Regions from separate parts of the Rattus norvegicus genome. Here region 2 is linked to region 1. The links are chromatin contacts, called in public Hi-C maps. All regions are on one chromosome and are shown on one strand. Each heading gives the region's core, a stretch centred on a gene start, on an enhancer-like site or on the middle of the called end of the contact. The rest is flanking DNA. Distances are from core to core; before and after follow the strand shown.

Region 1 (4,398 bases), core at 523-3,022:
GTAAAACCCTAAGCTATGCACCTGGATTTGTTCTAAGAAGAAAATAAAGCCAGGCTGACAAGATGCTAACACCTAAGTTAGTTACCATCTGGTCTACTTCTCTCTGAGGGAAATAGATGTGTTCCTTCTGTCATTCTGCATTCATTCTCAGAAGAGAAACCTGCAGGCTCCTGAAAAAGGTGTTGATAAAACTTTTTATCTACCTGAGGATCTAGAAAACTGCCTGGAATGGTTCTTTCTCAATATGGGAGTAAAAATGAGAATCCTTCAAGGCCGCTTTCCTGATCCCATGTCTGCTGTGTCAACAAAGAAGTCAAGGCACATTCAAGCATGGTAGTGCATTGCCTTTAAGCCTTTAATTCCAGTGCATGGATCTCTTTGAGTAGACCTATTGCAGATTTCTGTGAGTTCCAAGCCAGCCTGTTTTACACAGTGAATGCCAAGCCAGGCAGTGGTATAGAATGAGACCTTGTCTATGGAAGGAAGGAAAGGAGAGATAGGAAGGGAGTAAACCCAGTAAGCTAGTAGGAGAAACACCAAACAAATGTTAAGAAATTCCCTCTCCCCAAATACTTATGTTTAAAATACCAGAAGTAGACTCTCCAGGTCTTCCAAGCACTGGTTTATATACAAAACCCCGGGATGATTCTCAAATTTCAATTTGTCTAGGAATAAATTATCTTCATTACCTTTTCTCCAAGTGTAATCTGTACAGTACCTAAATTTTGGCATCTTTGGGCTTCCAAATACAGACTAGAAAGTTCGTGTCGTCTACTCTCACCGCTCTCATGTTTGCACAGTAGGCGTTATCTAAACTGGTGGACGATGCTTTGGAAATGTTTCGAACCTGTTTCTCTTTCCATTATGGCACTGTCACAATGACATCTCTGCTTCAAACCACCTATTTGCTCAAACTTGATTATAAAAAAGTCTACCCAAACAGCTCAATACATGCTAAAGATTATGACACGAGCTTATATCAGAAGGAGAACAACCAAGTTTTTCCAGTGTTCATCTCCAGCACTTTTTTCCTCTTACCTAACCCCCTTTCCCCTCACCAACGTCGGTAAGTCACTAACATTCCAGAGATCCTAATGGAAGGTATTAGCCAAGAATAGGTCCATTTAGCAGTCAATCAGGAGAGGGATTTAAACTTAATTCATTGCATGTGCAAAAACTTACTACAGGTTTTCGAAGAAGGGCCTGGTACCCGTCGGCGCTTTACCTCTTGGCTCTACATATGAACTGTCAAGGCCAAGGCCAATAGACTTAAACCAGGCAAGGGGTAGACTTTTCTAAGCCTCTTTCTGCTTGGTACCCAACCCAGCTTCCCGAATTTGAGACGGATAGGGCCACGCGAAGTGAGTTTCAAAAGCCAACCAAGGAAGTAAGTTCCAGAAGCGCGGTGTTCCGTTACCCAGTCCCTCTCCACGCTCTTCGTTGGACGGGCATAAACTCTGGTTTCTGTTCAGCGTTTACCTCTTTGAACCTAAACGGACCCTAAAGACCCAGTCTGCACCTCCATTCTCCACCTTTCCCACCAGACCCTTGTTCCTACCCCATCCTTTCAGCGTGCCAACAACCCACCCCCGGGCACTCCAGCCGTCCCAATCTCTACTTCCCGAGGAAATAACTCTGGCTCCCTTACCTGCCCGAAGCACACTTCTTTGTATACAATGAGTCCGAACTCCTGTTCCAGCTTGAGATCCACACCATCTACCCGTAACGTTCAACCCACGTTCCCTCGGACGGCTCCTCCCCCACAGCCGTCTCAGCAAGGAAAGCAACTTCCGCTTGGGAGTCCGCCGCCAAAGAACTACCCTACAAACACTTTCCTGCAGAGAGCCCTGCTTGAAAGCACGCGGGCAGGGCAGGGGAAGGGGAAGACGAGGGCACTTCCGGCAGGCTCCGCAGAGGCGTGGCTTGCCCAAGCGCAGGCGCAGTGGGAACTGCGGCAGGGCGGGGCCCATAGCTACAGAGCCTGCAAAGTGTGAGTGAGGAAGACGGGGGAGGGGACGTTTCTGGAAGCTGCTGGAAAACGCAGGAGTGACGGAGGTGACGCCAGAGGCTAGGGGGCGGGGCGTGATTAAAATTAGTGCGCGGCCTTCAGCGGAGGGATTACGCTGCCGAGGAAGGAGTGGTAGCTGATCCGATCTCTGGCGCGTAGGCCCAATGTTGGGCCTCACTGGCAGGCCATCATGGCGGCCGGCACGATGGGCTCCCATAGTTCGTTCTTTGGGCCCTCGCGCCACCGTACGTGTTCACAAATGGTCACCACACACGGAGCTGCCCCTCCCTTCTTCCCTAAACCCATCCTTGGAGGCCACTTTCCTTTTCTTCCCTCTCTGATCTGCTCACGGTAAGGGGAGTAGCGAAAGACAAGCACTTGACCCGGGGTGGCACGGAGCAGCCGACCTGCGCATCTCAGTAGCCCTGCCTCCTTTAACTTGAGAGAGAGGGGCGATCTCAGTTGCTAACTTTTAAGAACTGCCTTCGTAGAACGGTCATGTGGTGTCACGGAGGTCGTGACTGATCGCGTTCATGAGGACATCCTATTCTTGGAGTCCTTTGGGTAGACTGTTTCCGTGGCCTGGGACTACAATTTGGAATTTTCTGGACCTTACAGGAATCATGACTGGCATTTTGGATTGCGGTTCTGTGGGGTTTCATTAGTGGTCTTAAACGACTATGTTCTGGCAGGATACTGATAATTTTGGTAGCGTGCTATGGGGGAAACAAGTCTGCTTGTAGGTAGAAATTCAATAAAAGAATTTCAGTTTGTGGTACTTAGGAGTGGAAATCTCTGAGTGGTCCAACTGAGACTTTGTTAGGGTTTTTTTCCTCAAGACGAAAATAGACTGGTTAGGTTTTGCTTTTTTAAATTTGTTTTTGCATTTAAACAAATTTACGTAATGCACTGGTATATTTGTTGTAAGATCAAACTAGATTCCTTTTTGTATGGATTATGAAGTTGTTGTTTTTTTTTTTTTTGAGATTATGAAGTTTTGAGAAAGTGTTTTTTCCTGAAATAGTAGCCAAGATTAATAGGATTGTTTTCTTATTCAACATGCTATTTCCATTTTTAGAATGGAGTACACTTCCCCTCCCAATAAACACTTGCTGATGTCAGCTCATAAATGGAATGACCTAATAATTCAGTTAAAATGTAACCAGACTTTTGAGATGTAAAGCAACATTCACAAACGACTAGAATTAACATAAAAATTGATTATTGCTGTCTTTAATGAAAATTTAATTTTTGACCAGAAAAATTTAATAGTGGGAAACAAAATGAAAGTAGACTATGGGGGTTGGGGGGAGAAAATTCCCTATTTACTTAAGGTTAATAGTTCCCAGCTGAGAAGATACCATGCACTTCTGCGTATTCCTTCCTTCCACTGTATTCAGAGTGCCTGTTTTTATATACACCAGTCCCAAAGAGAGAAGAGTTACCCTCAGTAGATTAAAGTAGGTTTATCTATTCCCACTTAGAAATTCACATTCAATAAAAGGAAGCTTGTATTTAGTTAATAATTAAGCTGCAATCAGAATACAGTGCTCTGCAAATCATTTTGTGAGCTCTTGTTCTTTTCTGTGTTGTATTCCTTAACTGAAAACAAACCTTTAGCACCATTCTGGGATATAAACGCTACCTCTAAGCCAAGTATGGTGGGACACCTCTGTAATCCCAGCACTCAGGAGGACCTTGAGTGGAGGCCAGCTTGGGCTATGTAACAAATGAGTCCGGACAGATTTGAGACTTGTCAATCTTAGACTTTAGTAAAAGAATTATCAGCCTATAGTTATATTTGGCAAGTCCTCTTGTGCAAGGCATTTGTTTAAATAATTAATTTGAGGCACTATTTGTTCAGTGAGTTCAAGTGAGTTAAATGTGGGGAGCATTCTACTCACGTACAATTATTGGGATATGCAAAGCTTCTCCGTAGAGTAGGCCAAAGATTGCATTAGTCGTTCCAAGGTATTGTTTTGTACTCTTAAAACTTTTAAGTAAACTTACACGATATCTCATGATGCATCCACACTTAACCTGTTCCCCAAATGAGCAAATTAAAAAAAGAGTCATGGGGTAGATAGTGGAGTATCTGATCTAATTCTGTCTCTTTTGCTGTGTACTTTATACAAGTTGTTTAATTTTGGTACCCTGGGAACATCTATACAGTGACAAGTTTGGAGAAGATAAATAGCTCCAGGAAAGTCTCGTATACTTTCTGAAGTCAGTCGTCACCTGCAGAGACCCTTGAGACCACTAAGGGCATCGTCCGTCTCCCCTTTCACTGCTATCTTGTTGGTCCAAACTTACTGCTTAAGTTGAGTAGTACATAGCTCAGACTTCACGCAATGAAAGTCTTGATGCTGTATCTGCCTCTCAGTCACACA
Region 2 (4,398 bases), core at 605-3,104, 180 kb after region 1:
AGGTGTTAATTTCCTCATTAACCATTAACTATGTTAGTATTTAGCCGGGTGAGGGATAGATGGATATTCAGTATACTATCGTTGCCATGTTGAGAGTATAATATAATTACGTTTCTCCTTTGGAATTTTTGAGTCAAGGTCTTGCTGTGGCTCAGGGACTTCCTTGTCTTTTTTGCTTCAGGCTTTGAATGCCTGGCCTTTTGTTTGTTTGCTTGCTGGCTTTTTTTTTTTTTTTTTTAAACTAAGTTCAATGTAACCCAAAATGGCCGCCAACTCAATCTGTAGTCAAGGCTGGCCTTGAACTGCTGATCTTCCTGACTTTACCTCCCGGCTACTAGGATTGGATTGCAGGTTTTGTAGCCAGTTTGCTGAGATCATCCTTGACTCTTAGTGTGGGTTTTCTATTAAGTCTAAAAATCTCAAAAAGTAGAAAAAATCATTATTTTGTATGTATGCCGCAGGGTTTGTAATGTCAAATACATTTCTTAGAGTAAACTGTTCACTTTCGTGGACTCTGGGACGTCTGGGGTTGCCGGCCTGTGCTGGGCAGGGAGGGAGGCTCCTGGCTCTGAGGGCCTGTTTGGGGGGTCTGTGTTTTGATGCTGCCAAGAACAGGCTGTGGTCAGGGACGGTTGCAGCTCACATTACCACAGTCTGGAGGCCTCCCTGCAGCTGCTAGGTAGGGCCCACTGAAGGGGCTAGAGAGGCTGTCCCAGAACTCTTTTTTTTTTTTTTTTAATTTTTTTTTTTTTATGAGAACACTGTAGCTGTCAGACACACTAGAAGAGGACATCAGATCCCAGATGGTTGTGAGCCACCATGTGATTGCTGGGAATTGAACTCAGGACCTCTGGAAGAGCAATCAGTGCTCTTAACCACTGAGCCATCTCTCCAGCCCCCAGAACTCTTAGTAGAAGCTATCACAGCCACTATGGGGTATTTGGACACCCAGAAGAATTACCCTAGGGAGACGGTGGTCTGTGAGAGCCTGTGGTAGGCCGAGTTCTTCCATTTGTATGTGTGAGGGGATAAACCATAGTTTCAATCTTAAAGGTCGCAGGCAGTGGCCTCTTTCAGCATGAGTTCTTCAAGCAACCCAAAGAATGAGTGTGTCTCTACTAACATCTTCCCCCGGCCTCACCACCGTGTGCAGCTACACCAGAGCTACACCTGGGGTGATGTCGCCCCACTCCCACTCCGGGAGACATGTGACCATGTCTGGGGATATTTTCAGTTGTTACATTGGAAGGCACGTATGTGTTCAGGCATGTAGTGTGACTGTTGAACACTCTGAAGTGTGTACGAGTGCCCCGACCATCCCCATAGATAGAATGCCTTCCCGCTCCAAATATAGGTACCACACAGGCTTAGAAAACCGGAGTTAGAGGAGGTGAAATTTCGAGCTGTCTCTGGTCCAGAAGTTGCCTGGGCGCTTTTCATGAAGGAGAGGGTATTAACTTCACTTCCTGGCTTGGTTTCAAGTGGGTAATTATAACCTGCCTACCTGAAATTTACACCGAGTTTCAGTATGTGTCTGTCTTCGTGCTTAAACAAGCCAAGCGTGGCTGTATTCTCAACAACAGGGCAATATTCTGCACCCGGATCGGTTACAGGTCAGCAGGGGGTTAAACTATCGGTCTGCGAAAGTAATTCAAAGCCTTCAGGGATTAAAAAAACCAGGAAAACAAGAAACCCGGGATATTACTACCATTATTAATTAGCACGATCGCGGCGACTTCATTTTGTTTTTGTTTTTTGACCACTTGGGAGTCCCATAGGATTCCTACTAGCACTAAGGTCAAAAGCAGATACGTGACCTTCAGTCAAAACCTACGCAGCCTGGAATTAATAAGTTAGCTGTTAAAAGGAGGGAGCTCTGCGTCCTGGAGCTTGGGTGCCTGGGAGAAGCTTGGCTCTGGGGATGTTAAGCTTCAAAGCAAATCTCCAATCTTTGTTTGTTCTAGCCATTCCCTGTTTAGGAGGGAGCGGCACATACTTGTCTGTTGCTCCAAGGCAGGGGCAGATTCTGAAGGCATTAAATAGAGGCTCACTTCCAGTGAAGCCGAGAAACTGGAACCAGGCTCTGTCTCCCTTTTCTTGTTCACCCCAAAGACGACAATAATTTACAGAGGCAGAATTTAAAATCTGGAGGCGTACTTGACACATAGCATGGCTATCGTTCAGAAGCCCCAAGAAGTTGTTTGGAAAACCGATTCTCCTCTTCTCCCCACCCCCAACACCTTATGAAGGTTAAACATGCTGAAGGCCCTAGGCATAAAAAGCGGGTACTGGGGCTGGAGAGATGGCTCAGTGGTTAGGAGCACTGACTGCTTTTCCAGAGGTCCTGAGTTCAAATCCCAGCAACCACATGGTGGCTCACAACCATCCGTAATGAGATCTGATGCACTCTGCATCTGTGTCTGAAAACAGCTACAGTGTACTTATAATAAATAAACAAACAAATAAGAAAAAAAAAGCGGGTACTTTATGTTGGTTTATTAATGTTCTCAGGATTTCTATCGTTACAAAAATAGGATCTACTTCATATGAGTAACGTGGAGTTTTGACAGAGTGGAACTTTGGGAATTTTCAATGGCGGTACCAATGATGTTTCTGCTGGATACGTTTTGATTAAATAAGTTGGGGAACTAGGGAGTTAGCTCAACTGTTAAGAGCCCTGGCTGCCCCGGAAGAGGACCTGGATTTGGTTCCCAGCACCCACATGGCAGCTCAAAGCCACGTGTAACTCCAGTCCCAAGGATCCAACAGTCTCTTCTTGCTTCCTCAAGCAGCAAACATGCACATGGTACACAGGCATACACAACAATATATCCATGCATGTAAAGATACTGTAGCTGTCTGCAGACACACCAGAAAAGAGCATCAGATCCCATTACAGATGGTTGTAAGCCACCATGTTGTTGCTTGGAATTGAACTCAGGACCTCTGGAAGAGCAGCCAGTGCTTTTAACTGCTGAGCCATCTCTCCACCCTCCAAATAAATACATTTTTAAAAGTATTATATGTTTTAAAATGTTAAAAAATTTCTATATTTTTCTTGAAATCTGTATTTTTACCTCTAGCATAAATGTAGCCTTTTGTCCACCTGATTCATCAGCATGTGTTGTCAACTAAAAACATGTATTTTGAAGTTGCAGTACAGGGAGGCAGAACTTTTAGCCAAGGGACAAGAGTCTGTTTCACAAAGCAAAATGATGGTTCTCAGACAGAGCCTAAAGCTGTGCTACCCTGGAACCAGGAGTCTGTGTGGGCCGACTCTTCCCTAGGCGCTGATCTGAGTCGAGTGTGCGGATAACTCTTAGCTTCCCGTCCCTTCTTGGTCTTGCTACCCCTACATTATAGCTGGAGAAACAGGCTGCGAGCAGTTGGAAACTTCACTCACAGTCAAAGCAGAGAGAGGAGCTAGAAGTTGCGGAATTCCAACCGTATCTGTAGCCTTTGCTCTTGCAGTCCCGCTACAAACCATGAAAATTGTAGCCTTTTTCAGTTGTTTCTACTTCACACTGGCTGCCTCTGGCTCAGGAGGCAGATGGCCCCTGGGGCCTGGACTATATCTTTGTATCAATAACTGGTTTGAGATGGTTAGACTCAGTGCATGGAAAGAGGCACCCTGCTTGGTGGAATTTGGTGCCCTATTGTGATGAGTGCATTTGCCTCCTCTCTGCTATTTGAGTTTGGGCGATGATTGTTTCTTTTCCCACTTTCCTTGCACACGGCACAATTGATACTGACTCAAGTTCAGTCACACCCCAGCATGGCCTTTTGCTTGTGGCAGTTTTGGGGAGTGCAGTGTGTGGTGCTGATGGCATATTTATCTTGGAGGGGTGGCTAGAAAGCCAAGTGTCATCTTTAAACATGAAACACATTACTCGGGGTTGGGGATTTAGCTCAGTGGTAGAGCGCTTGCCTAGAAAGCGCAAGGCCCTGGGTTCGGTCCCCAGCTCCGAAAAAAAGAAAAAAAGAAAAGAAACAAGTTACTCTTCTCCTGGGAGTCTAACCTTGGCTCTCTAAGATTCGGGAGGCAATGGTAAAGCCTTAGACTAACGGAGCACTTGGGAAGCTGGGACAGGAGGATTTTGAAGTCAAGGCTAGCCTGGGCTAAATGTACAAGAGAGAAAAAGAAAGCTGGATCCAGCTCATGAGTTGGGGCAAGGTGGGAGGATCCTGAAGCAGAGGCTAGCTTAGGCTACACAGCAAGATCTCAGCCACCTGCCAACCCTACAGTTCAGTGCCAGTGCCCCTCCCCCTTGCCTTCTTGGTCACTTCAGTAGTGGGGGGGGCGGTGTGTGCGGCTTGGTTAGCTTTCTACTACTCGTATTCAGGGTTAAGCAGGACCCTTTTTGCATCAAGTTTAAAACACAACCATTTGCTAACAGA

Evidence for each region. A called contact is a pair of places that touch in the nucleus more often than the background predicts.
Region 2: a contact with region 1 is called in a Hi-C map of liver, with 2.9 times the contacts expected there. The contact joins the enhancer-like site here to the promoter of Uspl1 in region 1.

Annotation. Positions count from the first base shown.
Region 1 is chr12:10,884,881-10,889,278 of GRCr8, forward strand. Uspl1 (ubiquitin specific peptidase like 1) reads right to left here and starts at 1,773. Exons shown (of 9, transcript NM_001198555.1): 1 at 1,649-1,773.
Region 2 is chr12:11,062,972-11,067,369 of GRCr8, forward strand. The region is part of intron 1 of LOC102554603 (a long non-coding RNA gene); the gene reads left to right. Among named protein-coding and RNA genes, the nearest start is that of Rpl35al1, 44 kb to the right of the region's middle. Within about 2 kb of position 1,855, at least 2 of the 93 cell types and tissues checked have an H3K27ac peak or open chromatin away from gene starts, as enhancers often do. A contact at or near this core is called in liver, where this site is marked.